Linked DNA regions of Mus musculus: region 1 is linked to region 2. A link is a contact called in public HiChIP or PLAC-seq data. All regions are on one chromosome and are shown on one strand. Each heading gives the region's core, a stretch centred on a gene start, on an enhancer-like site or on the middle of the called end of the contact. The rest is flanking DNA. Distances are from core to core; before and after follow the strand shown.

Region 1 (2,773 bases), core at 215-2,714, 200 kb after region 2:
TCTATGTTGCTAAGGTTGGCTTTGAACTCTTGATCTTTCCTGCTTCTACCTCCCAAGTGCCACGCTGGATTATCCCACCCTACCCCCATCCCAGTACCGCCGTTTAAAATGTAAAGCTCCGGGCCTCCTGAATGCCAGACCCATACTACCTGTGACCTCTATCCCTTGTCCTCTCAGCCTTCCTTTCAGGTCCTGTTTCCCTTGCTGCCAATCTATGCTGCAGGAGGACATCATCTGCCAACCTGAGCTAAAATGAAATCAATTCAGTCACGTTTTATTTCCTATCTGATGCAAAGTGCCAGTTCAGGTTAGGAAAACCAAAATGAGTGGAACCAGTCCCTTCTCTAGGACTTGCTACTCAGAATATCATCTCTGGTTGGTTAGCATCGTACAAGGTTAGGAGTCTCTCAGAAAGGTTGCCTTTCACCTTGTCCAGACCTTCTCAATCAATCCATGGCAGCCGGAGCTGACCTCCCATCTTCAGCCTTTGCTATGGAAAACAGGCCTAAGGTCAGATGCTGTGCTCTTTCTGTAGCTTGGAAAAAGCCAGCTCAGCACTATTAGAAACAGGATCGCTCGGACCTTTCATCTTTTCCCAGTCTGTGAGGGCTGGGAAGGAGACCTCAGAGTTGAGATGTGAACTGCATTGAGACTGGAGGTGTAGTTCAGTGGGTAAAGGGTTTGCCTATGCACTCCATAGCGCGTGCACACACACACACACACACATGCACACATGCACACATGCACTCACGCACATGTGGGAACATGAAGTATTCATGGGCACATGGAATATTGAAAGCAGCAGCACCTATACTTCATTACTACAACATGATTAAATTCATGAGTATGGACACGACACCAAACAATATTCATGAACTTAGAGAAACTATTTGGAGTAAGAACTCAATGAAAAAAATATTATACATTTTAAACATAGTTTACAGAATTGAGTAAGGTGGTATACACCTGTAATCCTAGTACTTGGGAGGTAGAGAAAGGAAAATTAGAAATTTGAGGTTGTGATCAGCTATATACTAAGTTCAAGGACAAGCTGAGATCCATGAGACCCAGGCTTGAGATCCATGACACACACACACACACACACACACACACACACACACACACACACACACACACACACAGTGTCAAATCTACTGAACCATCCCTGCAGACATTTTGTATTTACCAAGTGTCTCTGGGTCCACTCTCTGTGAGCCAGCAGCACAAGTGATCCAGCTGTGACAGCCTGTGAAAAGAAAATTGGAAAAAAAAAATAACATCCACAATCGAAGGGACCTCTGCTAAGAGTTCTATCTGTCTCACAGCTTGACAGCTTTATCACAAGCTGGAAGGCAGGGCAAAGGGGGAAATGGATTTACGGCTCTGGTCCCCTCTTCATCTGTGAAAGGAGCTGTGTTGACAGGGAGGAAAAGCAGCCATTAGAGTCATCAGGACATGAGTCACACCAACTTATTTTCCATTCTCTCTGTTGACTTTGCCGTCACTGGCACCACCTCCGCTCCTGTTAGGTCACGACAGTTAAATCTTGGCTTCATAGATCTCGCCCTAGGCTTTGCGTGCTGGTTTGAATGAGAAATGGCCGTGTAGGCTCAAGCATCTGAACACTTGGTTCCAAGTTGGTGGTGATGCTTGGGAAGAGCATGGAATCTTTAGGACCTGGAGCCTTGAGGAGGTTGTATGTTAAAGTGGAGGATAGGCTCTGCTGTGTTGTAGTCTTCCCCACTTCCTGCTTGCTCCCTCTGCTTGCTGCTTCCTGTGTGAAGGTAGAAATATAAAGAACCATCTGCCTCCTTTCCTGCCATCATAGACTTGAACCTTCTGGAGCCATAGCCAGAAAAAAACTCTTGTTTGTTTGTTTTTTGTTTTTTTGTTTTTTGTTTTTCCGAGACAGGGTTTCTCTGTGTAGCCCTGGCTGTCCTGGAACTCACTCTGTAGACCAGGCTGGCCTCGAACTCAGAAACCCGCCTGCCTCTGCCTCCCAAGTGCTGGGATCAAGGGCATGCGCCACCACTGCCCGGCAGAAAAAAACTCTTAAGTTGCTTTTGGTTATGCTATATTTTTTTTTATCACAGCAACAGAAAAGTGTGAGTGTGAGTGTGTGTGTGTGTGTGTGTGTGTGTGTGTGTGTGTGTGTGTGTGGTATGCGTGTTTACATACACCAAAGCATGAATTTTGAAGTCCAGATAAAAAATCAGGGATGAACATAAAATTATATCTATATCCTATCTACATCTATCTATATAATTTTATGTATCTTTAATCTCTCTCTCTCTCTCTCTCTCTCTCTCTCTCTCTCTCTCTCTCTCTGTGTGTGTGTGTGTGTGTGTGTGTGTGTGTGTGTGTGTGTGTGTGTGTGTGGTGTAGGTCAGATAAATTGATAGCATTGGCTGTTTCTTACCATGTGGGGCCTTGGGGACTGAATTCAGACTCAGGCTTAGCTACAAACATCTTTGCTCACTGAGACATGTTTACATCTTTCCAACAAATTTATAAAGCTGCAAACAGGACAAACTGGAATGGAGATCTGTCCTCAAGCCCAGAAATCATTCCTAGCCATGGTCTGATCTTTTGCAGCTTGCTTTTTTTTTTAATTGTTCTGCCTTTAACTACCAATGGGGTGCAGACACACGACCTCAGTTTCCTAAATAATAAAGACAGTCATTAGAATGGCAAGGCATTTAGAGCTCTGGGTGCAGTGCCATCCTCTTGTATGAAGGCATTTTCTCTATAGTTCCCATTCAAAGAAAAATAC
Region 2 (2,874 bases), core at 140-2,639:
CTGGTCTTCCCAAGCAAGCTATGTTACACACACACACACACACACACACACACACACACACACACACACACAGTAAAAATAATTAAAAGCAAAGGGCAGGGGCTCCCAAAGAGATATAAATGTCAAATGACAGCAGCAAAGACTGGGAATGCTGTGTTATTTTAAGGAGCTAGAAAATAATTGAAGAAAACTGAGGAAAAGACACACAAAAATAAAACACCCTTCAAAAAGCATTCATTAAAAAGCGGCGTGTTATAGCTCAAGCCTACAATCACAGCTTTTGAAAGTTAGAGGCCGAGGACTGGGAGTTCAAGGCCAGCTGCAGCAACACTGCTAGCCTGGGCAACAAGAAACCGTGACTCACAAAACAAAAAGTATATAATAAACAAATATTTCACAAATAAGGAAGACAGCTATGACACATATACATAAATAAAAATGCGGGTGGCTCCACAGATGGAGAAATCTTAACCCCTCAGGGGAGAGGAACAGGCCGGCTTCTTCAGCAGAGGTCCACAGCAACTTCTGTCTAGGGTGAGAGGCCCAGGAAGGCAATCCCTGCCTCTGCCTCCCATCACTCTGCTCTCCAGTCCCTCTCACATGCTGACTTTTGTCCTTCAATCACTTAGGATTGCATCCTCACCATGGTATATGGGCTGGGGAAGAACCATTAGAAATCAAAACGGAAGGAAAAAGAGGAAGGGGGGAGGGAGAGCGGGAGGGAGGAAGTGATGAGCACACTAAGACTGAATCACGAAGCAGGGCCTGGTGGCAGATGCCTCTGATCACAGCATGTGGAGGACCTTGGCAAGAGGACCGGGAGTTCAAGGCCAGCCTCAGGCACACAGCCAAGTCAAGCTGAGGCCAGCCTGAGCTACTCGAGATCCGGCCTGGGTCATAAAGTACATTAAAATATTATATATATAAAATCAGCTTTACTAAAATTACCAGATTCTGCCTAGAAACACTGGGGACAAAAAGGAAATGCCACTTTCAAAGAGGAGAAGAGTAGCTGGCAGCTGGGGTATAGGAGGCAGGTATGGGCACAAAGGAAGCCACTTGCCAGCCCTAGAAAAGGAAAGTGGTCACTCTGTCACCAGTCTACAAGACGGCCTGGGAAAGGGCAGAATGGGAACTGGACCCTTCAGGGCCAGGCTGGCAGGCACCAGCATCAGGCCATCTCCACAGCCTGTGTGGGAAGCCATTAAGAACCAAGACCCCCATGAGTCACACGGTACATTTCTCAGTACCGCCAGGCAGGTGACCACACCAACACAGTCACACTCTAACACACATCCCCAGTAACCTGTATGTGTTCCTGTGTGGAACTGAAAGGTTAACACTGCAGAAACAGCAGAGGTCCCCTTGGCTCTCTGCCCTGACTTCGTTAAGATTGTGCAACTTGTACAAATAGAACCATTTCCTGTCCGCTGCACAAAGCAGCTAATGGACTGGTACAATCCGGGGATGACTTAACGGAAGAACTCAGCCCACTGCTGTCTTACTGCACTGTTTCAAAAAAGAAATGAAGGGAAAGGAAACCGCTGGCCACCAGTGTCTGTCTGAACGTCAGTCAGTCCTTTATGATGTCCTCTCACACAGGTGGCAAACGACAAAGCCAGGAGAATCCACTTGACCGTAGCCACGAGACAATAAGCATCATACCCCGCCCCCTAACATCCTCTATTAATATAGTCCTAAAGGGTCGGCAGGACTGGCTCACCAGGCTCAGTCCCCAGAACCCACATGCTCCAGGACAGAACCAACTCCCAAAAGTCTTCCCATGGCTTCCACGTGAGTGTTATATATAGCACGCGAGCATCCACGGTCACACGCACACAATAATGCAAACGGCAGGCTTCAAAATGATATGCAAACCAGGCCATTTTGGAAGGAAAGCATCAAAACTGATACAGCTACAGCTCAGCTGGCAAAGTGCTTGCCCGGCATGCATGAAGCCCTGGGTTCGAACCTGCAGCCTATCAGACAGACATGGTGTATATGCTATACACCTAGCATAAAGGATCAGAAGTCCAAGGCCATCCCCGGCTACACAGTAAGTTCAAGGCCAGCCTGGGCTACATAAAACCCTGTCTCCAGAAACACCTGATATAAATTAAAGTTAAAAGTTCAGAAGCATCCAGTGTCCACACAGTATACATTCTAATTGTAGAAGACAAGTGTCAAAGAAGAATAGGAAGAAGGGGTGGGGGAGGGGAAGGAGGAATACAGCCTGGGCTCCCACGGCCCACATTACCCTCCAGTAAGTAAAGCTCTTTTGCGTAAGCTATGTGGTGTGAGTATTTATTATCTGCAAACACAATAAACCTTGCCTAAACACTCTCATTCTTTCTATCTATCTGCACACAAGTTCAGGGAGCACAGTTGCTTGCTGTCTTTAGTCAAAATTTTCCTATAGTTCCAAGAAAATAGAATTAGAACATTGCTTTCAAGTGAAAAAATCTAACAGAAATGTCCTACTGGTTCAAACACATGGCATCCCTATGTCACAACAGATGTCTCCCTCTGTCATTAAGTCACTCATTCAATAAACACTAACTGAGCATCATTGTTTGCCAGACACTATGTACAAGAGAGCAAGAAACACACGGTACCTGCCTTCAGTGGATCTAGATCTTTAGTGGGAAACTAATGGGAAGAGGAATCAGAAGTCTGTCCCTTCCTGGCCACCGCCCTGTCACACTCAAGCACCACCCTGAGCAGACTGCAGATCCTAAACTTCAGGTCCTGCCCCAGCCCATGTGACTCATCTGGTCACGTCATCTTCCTCCTAACAGGCAAACAAACATATGACATGGACCATACTTAAAGATTCTCCCCATTATGGAAGAAAAAAATCAGCTTTATAAGCTC

What was found. HiChIP or PLAC-seq counts read pairs in DNA pulled down with a chosen protein or histone mark.
Region 1: a contact with region 2 is called in a FOXA1 HiChIP or PLAC-seq map of pancreatic cancer cells. The contact joins two enhancer-like sites. A contact is called at or near these places in 2 of 39 promoter capture datasets (the SN4741 cell line and hippocampal neurons), 1 of 484 Hi-C or Micro-C datasets (granulosa cells), 6 of 115 datasets of contacts at active chromatin or transcription factors (acute myeloid leukemia, bone marrow-derived macrophages, embryonic limb bud and 3 more) and 1 of 9 other capture datasets (embryonic stem cells).

The regions. Positions count from the first base shown.
Region 1 is chr3:27,885,262-27,888,034 of GRCm38.p6, forward strand. Tmem212 (transmembrane protein 212) reads right to left here. Exons shown (of 4, transcript NM_001164437.1): 2 at 1,187-1,246. Among named protein-coding and RNA genes, the nearest start is that of Tmem212, 9.7 kb to the right of the region's middle. Within about 2 kb of position 1,465, at least 64 of the 459 cell types and tissues checked have an H3K27ac peak or open chromatin away from gene starts, as enhancers often do. A contact at or near this core is called in pancreatic cancer cells, where this site is marked.
Region 2 is chr3:27,688,907-27,691,780 of GRCm38.p6, forward strand. The region is part of intron 1 of Fndc3b (fibronectin type III domain containing 3B); the gene reads right to left. Among named protein-coding and RNA genes, the nearest start is that of Fndc3b, 20 kb to the right of the region's middle. Within about 2 kb of position 1,390, at least 186 of the 459 cell types and tissues checked have an H3K27ac peak or open chromatin away from gene starts, as enhancers often do. A contact at or near this core is called in pancreatic cancer cells, where this site is marked.